Regions from separate parts of the Arachis hypogaea genome. Here region 2 is linked to region 1. A link is a contact called in public Hi-C data. All regions are on one chromosome and are shown on one strand. Each heading gives the region's core, a stretch centred on a gene start, on an enhancer-like site or on the middle of the called end of the contact. The rest is flanking DNA. Distances are from core to core; before and after follow the strand shown.

Region 1 (4,616 bases), core at 1,156-3,655:
GGGCCTCTTCCAAAACAGTTGCTGATACAGTTGTCTTAATTGGCACACCGAGTTTACTGTTATGTATGTAGAACATTAATATTATGCATAATGGAAATCAGGTAATGGAGATTAGGAAAAACCAAAGATGGGAAAAGAAGGATTAAAGAAAAGGATACCTAAAAAGTGCAGCAAACATTGTATTCACAGCACCCAAACTTGAAAGGTCCAACTCCAACTCTTGGTTATCCGATTCAACAGCCTATGCACAAACATGAAATATTCAATCACATATGATGCATGCAAAAAGATTCGAGCAAAAAATAAAAATGAAAAGAGAATCAACAGATTTACAGGTGGGGGGTGAGTAGCATGATTTAATCAAGATCGGAATTTAAACTCTTTTTTGCAAAATAAATTTCAAGAATCAATTATCCTCCTAATTCCAAAAGGCTTCATGGTTAATAATTTGAAAAAATGAGGGTCACCTCAAAACCAGCTGTGTCGAACTGACGACGCTTGTCAGGATCTGACAATATATTGTATGAAAAGGTAACCTCTTTGAACATATCAGCTGCCTTAGGATCATTAGCATTCTTGTCAGGATGATATCTGAAATGAAATAAATTTAACCAGTTAATTAATAATCAATCCTTTTCATCTAAAGAGACGATGAAATAGGGTATTCAAGAAATCAGGTGGCCAAGAAAGGGCATGATTTATTATTTAATTCAAGACATCTCCGGGAAGTCATTAAGTTTTTTGTAAACCATCCAGCTCATATCCAATGCATGAAAAACAATCAGACATCATGGGCAGAGATTAACAATTCAACATCTTTGCAGTGATATTTTGGGCTTATCTAGATGATCAATAAACAAGTTTCATGCCATGGGGATTTGACAAAGTCTTATGCTGACTATCAATTGCCTAACACAACCCTCCTCTATTATCTAGGCTTGAAAATCAACTATGCAAAGATTTGCCACAAAAGGTTCCCCCTATAACAGATAACGTTTCCCAATGTTGTATTCCATGATCTTTACCAGCCATTTCTCTTTTTTTTCCCAGGTCAATATATATCATCTTAATTTGATTCTAGCACACGGATATTTTAGCGATTATAAAACAACCTTCTATTCACCAAATTCCACAAACACACTATATTAGTTAAAAAGACTACCACCAACAATGATCGATACTAAAATAAAAGCATATTTGATCTTGAGTCAAATCTTCAAGAAGCAAAATAAACAAGACCACCCTCGCGAATATTGATTTCACCTAGACTTAGAAAAATCAAAGTAGAAGATTCGGCAAGCCGTTGCTCAAACGAATACTAGCCTTGACTACGTGTCCTCTGCTGAATCACTGTCTTCACATAGTTCTATTTTGTCTTAAGTCTCTCAGACTCTGAGAATTAAAACAAAACCAGTTTTCTATCAAACATCATTCAAAAAGTGAAGAAGTTCATTTCCCAACACATGGATCCCAGATTCAACAACATATTACTTCGGCCGATAGGATATTAGTACTAACATGCTGAAACTAATTTCAAATTTCAAATTTCAAATTTCAAATGTCAAATGTCAAATAAATACATAAAACCCTGTAAAATATTTTTTAAAAAATGCATATAAAATTATAAATCCCAAACTACACCAAACGAAATAGTATAAATATTGAACATTTTTGAATAAACAAATAAATAAATACGAAGCTAGTTGGAGAAGCAGAGTGAGGTAGGGGACTTTACTTGAGAGCCATTTTGCGGTAAGCGGTTTTGATTTCCTGATCGGTGGAGTTGCGGGAGACGCCGAGGACCTCGTAAGGGTCCCGCCGGAGCGGCTTGGCGCCGCCGCCGTCGGCGTGCTTCTCCGACGACTTGGACCGATGCCCCGGCATACTTCTTCCTAATACTTTCAGACAAACGGCGTCGTTTCGTCTTCTGCTTCTTACTATAGCAAACCCTAGAAGTGAGGTTCCTCCACTACCTGGCTACCTTGGTGTTCGAGGAAGAAGCTGTCAGGTTTTGGCGCCGTGCAATGGTGGTGAGAATGGTGGTGGTGGTAGTGGTGGCGGGGGAGTCATTGAAGAAAAAGGAGGTGGTTGAAAGAGAGTTTCGAAATTGTGGTGATGAGATCCAGAAACCCCATGGACCCCTCCAACCTGGAACTTCCCACAGCTCAGAGAGAGAGAGAGAGAGAGAGAGAGAGAGAGAGAAGAAAATAAAAAAGAAAGAAAAAATTGAGAACAATGACAACACCAAGCCAACAAACACAAGACAACAGGCCCTGCCCGAAAGAAAGAAAGAAAGAAAGAAATGAAAAGAAAAGAAAATTCGCCAGGGAAATTTCATTTTACAAGACGTCTTCTATTATTATTATTATTATTATTATTATTATTATTATTATTATTATTGTCAACATTTTAATTTGTAAGCACCAACGCAGAGTATATACCAATACTAGCAGAAGACCCGTGCGTTTTTATTTCTTGTTTCAACCTTTCTTTTCTTCAATCATCTTAGATGGTCATTTTTTTACTTATATTAGTAGAAGTATTTTTGTTGTTTAATTGTTTAATTAAAAATAAAAAATTTATTTATTCTATTACTATTTAAAATATATAAATATTTTTTTATTTTTTATAATTTATAGAAATTTTTTTAATTATTACTAAATTTATATTCATTCTTTCTATTTTTATTTTTTAAAATATTTACTTTAAATATCAACATACCATAGCACTTCTTAAAATTAGCTAAAGAAATTCTATTTTATAGTATATTGTATTTTGTTCAATCTCATTAATTATATGATAACAGATACAATTTAAAAATATAAACAATATAATTCAAAAAATAAACATAAATAAATATCATAACTAATATAATTTATGTATATAAAAAATTTAATTTATTGTGTTAAAATAATTTATTTTTAGTTAAAAAAATATTTTATAAAATATAAATTGTCATTTTTCAATGTTAATAGGGGTCTATGAAAAAGAGAGGATCGAATGCATAAAAAGATAAAGAACTTAAGGATTTGAAAAAACTATTATTTTGGCTTTTAATTTTTGTTTATTTGTTGATTGAAAAAAAAAAGAAAAAGAAAAAATAGATGTCTAAAATTTCTCATCAATTTTATTATTTTCTAAGATAAAAGAAAGAATTATAGAAACAAGTGCAAGGTTTCTTTTGTCTAACTTCAACTTGTTCCTACAAATTTCTTAACCATTATCTTTTAATCTGAATATTAACTTAGATGAGAGAGAGTACCACAGAGGACGTTATTTTTTGCTTTACCTTTTATTTTTTCGTTTTTGTTTTCTCTTTTATTCTTGAGTATTTACCGTTTTGGTCTTCAAAAAATTTTGGACCAGACATTTTAGTTTCCAATTAAAATTAATTACTCGCTTAGTTCCTAACAATTAATTCTGTGAGTCATTTAGGTCCTTGACTCCGTCAACTCTAACGGAAGACAAAATAGTTCCTGACAACTCTAACAGGGAATAAAATGATCCCTAACAACTCTAATAGGGGACAAAATAATCCATCACCCATTTGTTAGAAAACGACACTGTTCTTTCCCAATTTTTATCATATCTCGCATAACCCTAACATTCATACTCTCCTTCTTCACCTTTCACATTCTTCTTTTCCATTTTTTCTTTTCTCCTCAGTTCCGAGATCAAGTCATTGTGTAACTGCCACGCGTGTCGTGCCTACCTCAACATGTCATAGACCACACACTTCCTAAATCTCTGTGACTGGTACACCCATCTCCTCTGCACTTCACCCACCAGAAGCATCCACTTCTACGTCCTCGATAAAAGCATCACCTCCAACCCCGACAACGTCCACCACATCCTCAAGACCAACTCAAGGCCACATTTTTCTCCACTCTCCGGCAAGTAATATAGATTGTTGGACATTAGGACATCATGAAGATATTCTCCTTCGACATGCAAATTCTCATTTGAAATTGACCCCAAATGCTTCATTCCTTCTTTCCCGAAGTCCATGTTAACAGACTGCTTCTACCTCGCATCCAAACTATCAGTACAACGAGCAATGTCGTCGTTGCCGCTCATATGAAAACTGAAGCGATTACTAAACATTGGTTCAAAGAAAAAGCTACAGAAAACAATTAGAGTGGTGGACAATGTGGTCATGGAGATGATATAACAAAGGAGGAGGGAGATGACGACGGGTCTTAACAAATCAGACTCGCTGTCTAGATTCATGGGATCTATCGAAGATGACAGGTACTTGAGAGACGTAGTCATTAGTTTCCTGAGTATGAATTGGTTGAGAACAAGTTGAAGATTTTTCTTCTTGTGAACATTGAAGTTGCAGAGTGTGCATTGTGTAGTTTGAAGTTACAGTGTTAGACTGCTAGTATTATGCGAGATATAATAAAAATTGAGAGAGAACAATGTCGTTTCCAAACAGAGGAGGTCAGAGACCATTTTGTCCCCTATTAGAGTTGTCAAGGACTATTTTGTCCTCCGTTAGAGTTGACGGAGTAAAGGATCTAAGTGATTAATGGAGTTAATTGTTAGGGATCAATTGAGTAATTAATTTTAGTTGGAAACTAAAGTGTCTGGTCCAAAATTCTTTAAGAACCAAA
Region 2 (4,616 bases), core at 1,264-3,763, 120 kb after region 1:
GTAGTAGTACAAACTAGTAACAATTTTCATTTCTTCAACATCATCTCACCTTTAATTAGAATTGCTTGTATATGTAATCATTACTATATTTTGATTGCATGCACTAATTATGGGTAGTACAGTTTGATGATGTTTACATTAAATGCAGGCCGCAGTACACAACTTTAAATAAATAAAACTAAACACAAGTTATTAATCCAATAAACGGTGTCAGAACAAGTTTATAACTAGATTTGTCATTTGAGTCCGTGCATGCACTACATATACACATAAATTTTTTTAAACTAAATTTAACTAAATTAAACAATTAAGTTTGGATGAGTGAGTAGATTTAATTAACAAAAACAAGTTTATACGTATAGAATTACTTTTTTAATTAATCTTCCTTTAATTTTGAAAAATAAAGATAAAACTGTATCCATGCATATCCATATAATTATTGGGTACACAGTACATTTTTGAATTTAAAGCAAGGTTTAACAAGTTCTTTATTTTGTCACGCAACTTTATTTCCTCATCGATCTTAACCACCGTACCATAGTTTGAACTTTAATTTGATGATTTCGAAGAAACTACAGAGATGAGAACCCCATTGTACAAAAAGAAAAAAAAGGTGTAATTGTTATTAATTACGGTTTAAATTTTAGAGAGATGAATATTTATTCCTCTTCATGAAGCTGCAGGTACCACAAATTGTTCTAAATAAATTAACAAAAAATAATCATAGTAAAAGAAGAAATTATTATTCGCATGCAAACGGGAATATCAGATTTTTTGCACCGAAATTATTGTTTTGTTCACACAAGTCTGCCATCTCTATATATAGGCTTAATTTTATAACAAAAAAAAAAAAAAAAAAAACCCAACTTTGGTATATAAACAATGAACTTTGAAAGAAAGGAGCAAGAAAAGGAGAGAAATTATCTTGAAATTCAATTCTACTAAAATATTAAGATAATCATGATGCAATGACTTCTAATCTGACTATAAAAAGCCAAACTTCCAAATATATTTTTTAATATTTCAACTTAAGATGTTTACCCTAGTTTAGTTATCAAGTCTTCTATATTGGCTACAATTATATATACAAGCTTAATTTTATTATCTCTAATCACAATGTTCAATGCATGTATGCAATAAGATGATGACTATTTTTCCTACATTATACCTAACTTAATTGATAACACATTTTCTCTTTAATAAAATCTCTGAAAAATTATTAATGCAAAGCGTTGAAAGCAATGAATTGAATACAGCTAAAAAATAATAAGGTAAAATTAAAGTGAATGGTCGACAGATATATGGTTTAGAAAAAAATGAAGCGTGCCTTCGGGAGACAAGCTCACTTTTGAACACGGTGACGTGTGAATTATTGAGCCTTCAAATTTCAATTCTCAAAATATAAACAATTATTTTTTAATGAATATTAGTTTATTTTTTTAATTACGAATTTATTTTTTTAACTCTTATTGTTTAAAAAAAATTTAAGATTTAGGATTAAGATCTAGCGTTTATTATTTAAGATTTAAATTTAATATTTAATATTTAAAATTTAAATTAAAAAATTAATTTTTTTAAAAATATTACTTAATCTTAATTAAAAAATAATTGATGATTTTTTACGAAAATTATCTTTAATATTGAGTTGATAATAGTGATTTTTAAGATTATTGACTAATGTTGGGATGCAATATCAAATATGGTGCCATTTGATTTAGGGTACAAAAATAAAACTTTTTTTATTTTTGTTTCAAAAAGTAAAAAAAAATATAAGATAAAGAAATTAGATAATTTTATTTCTGTTTTAAAAAAATTAAAAAATAAAAATTTTAAAATCAGATTTTCAATTTTAATTTTTTTTACAATTTTAAAAAATACTAAAATTTATAATATTAAGATATATCACTCAATTCACACTTATAAAAAAAATATTTTTTTTACCTGAACTCCATTACATCATGTTTTCCCTAAACTATAAAGATAGTACATAGCATTTGAATACCTTTCAACCTAGCTAGGTTGTTTTTATTATTATTATTTTCTTGTTTGTTTGTTTAGGAGACAGGTGTGCTATTGACATGAAAAAATATAATGTTTTTTGCCTTGAAAGATTAGAGAAATTATTATTGAGAGAAGGCTACTTGCTACCTAATAAAGAAACACTAAATATACGTATTATTTCCTTGTTTCACCTCTTCATATATAGATATCACATCAAAGGGGTGGAGAATGATGCAACACCTTTAAATTAAATATATTTGATATTTGATCATATATATTATAAATTTGTAAAGAAAAGAAATGACAAATTAAATGACGCATTTTTTTTAAATTTTAATTTTCTTGATGAAGAATTGAAGATAACGTGTGAATTATTAACGCTGAAAAACCATGTTCTTTGCTCCCCGGTTCCCTTGCTGAGAACGAAATTCGGAGTTGAAATTATTACAATGCAAGTTGAGAGTAGAGACATATAATTTAATCATTTTTATATTCTTTCTCTTGTACTTAGGAGACAATGTAGCTTCCATGATATGCATATGCTTGCTGTACTCTTTATATACTCCATTATTTGTTCTTACTACTTCATGGATGAAGAAATACATGCAAAAAGGCAATAAGTCTTAACATTTTAAAATAATTTTTTTTAGTTACAAAAATTCTTGTATTTTGTGACAAATAAATACTTTATTATAAATAATATTGAATTTTGTGACAAATTAATTTTTTGTTACAAAATAATTGGAGTTTTTGAAACAAACGAATATTTTCTTATAAAATATTTTAAACTTTTGTAACAACTTTATCTTTTGTTACAAAATATTATAAAATTTTATAACAAAAACACTGATTGTTACAAAAGCTAATATAATTTGTAACAAACAAATCAAATCGTTACAAAATAACAAAACGTTTTGTAACAAATTATATTGTTATTACAAAACATTATTATTATATAACAATGATTAAGTTTTGTTAAAAAAAAAATAATTTTTGTTACATTTCTTGTAGTGGTATAACATTTTTACCATGATTAACTGTAACGAAACCATTTAGAATTTAAGATATTAGATATCGAAATATATGAATGAATATATATGTATTTAATATGTATTTTTATATAATTTTTTTTAACCCGTGGAAGTAAAATTCAGCTAATAGAAATAACTAGGTAAATTGAAGTATAACTGAGTGAAATGTCTAAAGTTAGTTATTTTGCTATTGCTAACTAAAATTAGTTACTAAAACTAGATATTTTAAGTGTGAGCTAAGTTAACCTGAATTTATTAATTTAAATTAGTTGTTCACGTTATAATCTGTTGTGTATAGATTTTACTATTAGTTTAGTGTGGTGTACTTCACTAGACTAAGCAACAGAGGAAGATAAAGAGTGAATGAGTTAATACTATAATTACTTAAATAGCTATATCATTAATTGTATAGTGTCAACATTGAAAAAAAAAAGTGCCACATGTTAATTTTTATTAACAGAAATGGAGCTTCATTGGCAAAAAGGTGGAAGTGATTTCGTGTACATTTGATAGATAATTTTATTCTTCGTGTGATCTTTTGTGTATTTATGTTCATTTTTTCTTAAAGTAAATGCTAATAAAAACGAAGCGTATTATCAGAAAAATAAAAAAGAAGACATGTTTTACCATAGTGAAGACACAAGAGGATTATGTGGATGTTGTATAAGAAAATTTGAAACTGCATAATTGTGGTTTATAATAACGAAAAGTTTTTGCTTTTATGTGATAAAAAATCATGGTTCAGAACTATAAAAAATGAGGTTTACTTTTGAAACCAAAATCGTGGTTCATAACCACGAAAATGAACTATTTTTCTTAGTTTTTTTTTTTTTTTGGTTCAAAAGTCGGTTTTAAAATCACAATAAGAGATTTAATTTTAGACCACCTTTTTTACTTAGTAAGGAGTGTTGTACTTCTTGTTTTGGTATAATAGAGGGTTGAACTAGGAGTACAGGAGAAAAAAAATTTTAGCCTAAGAATTTAAATCATTTGAGCTAACTCTAATTGGATGAGAATTTAGAATTTATGTTTAAAATTCAAGTTAGAGTGTTTTTTTTTTGTTTAAGATAATATTTATCTTATTTTTTTTTTTTTTTTAAAGTTAGGAGTGAACCTCAAATCTAAATGAAGATAAAAAAACTATACTATTTGAATTATAACTTGTTATTATTTAATTCTTGGTCTTTGTATTTATTTTATTTTAGCAACGTAAAGGTCCCTCCGTGCATCATAGAATCATAGGAGGAGGGTAATACTAATGTTAGTGGGCTTACAGTAGCTCTCACGAATTGTCATTGTTTTTGCCTCTTTTTTACATTTTAAAACAAAAATGATGTCATAACAAGAATAAGCCCATTTACTTCAAAAATGTAATCGGACATCTTTGGAGATGTTTTGGACTTAGAAATATAACAGGTTTTTTTTTGTCATAGGAAATATAACAGTTTAGTTTTTTTTTCTTTCCCTTGGGCTTCGGCCTCTCACGATAACTGTATAATAAATGTCGGTGTCCAAAAACAAAAAAAAAAAAACACATATAAATGTCATCCCAAAACAACTATAATTTTTTAATCCGGATAAATT

Evidence for each region. Hi-C and Micro-C count contacts between places; a contact is called where the count stands out from the background.
Region 2: a Hi-C map of an unstated tissue shows a contact between it and region 1, with 4 times the contacts expected there. The contact joins the enhancer-like site here to the promoter of LOC112750085 in region 1. A contact is called at or near these places in 2 of 8 Hi-C or Micro-C datasets (leaf and an unstated tissue).

Annotation. Positions count from the first base shown.
Region 1 is chr15:29,042,435-29,047,050 of arahy.Tifrunner.gnm2.J5K5, forward strand. LOC112750085 (chaperone protein dnaJ 16) reads right to left here and starts at 2,406. Exons shown (of 11, transcript XM_025798618.3): 1 at 1,736-2,406; 2 at 468-591; 3 at 159-241; 4 at 1-56. The coding sequence starts at 1,884.
Region 2 is chr15:29,165,233-29,169,848 of arahy.Tifrunner.gnm2.J5K5, forward strand. No RefSeq gene overlaps it. Among protein-coding and RNA genes, the nearest start is that of LOC112748197, 9.3 kb to the right of the region's middle. Within about 2 kb of position 2,514, at least 2 of the 3 cell types and tissues checked have open chromatin away from gene starts, as enhancers often do.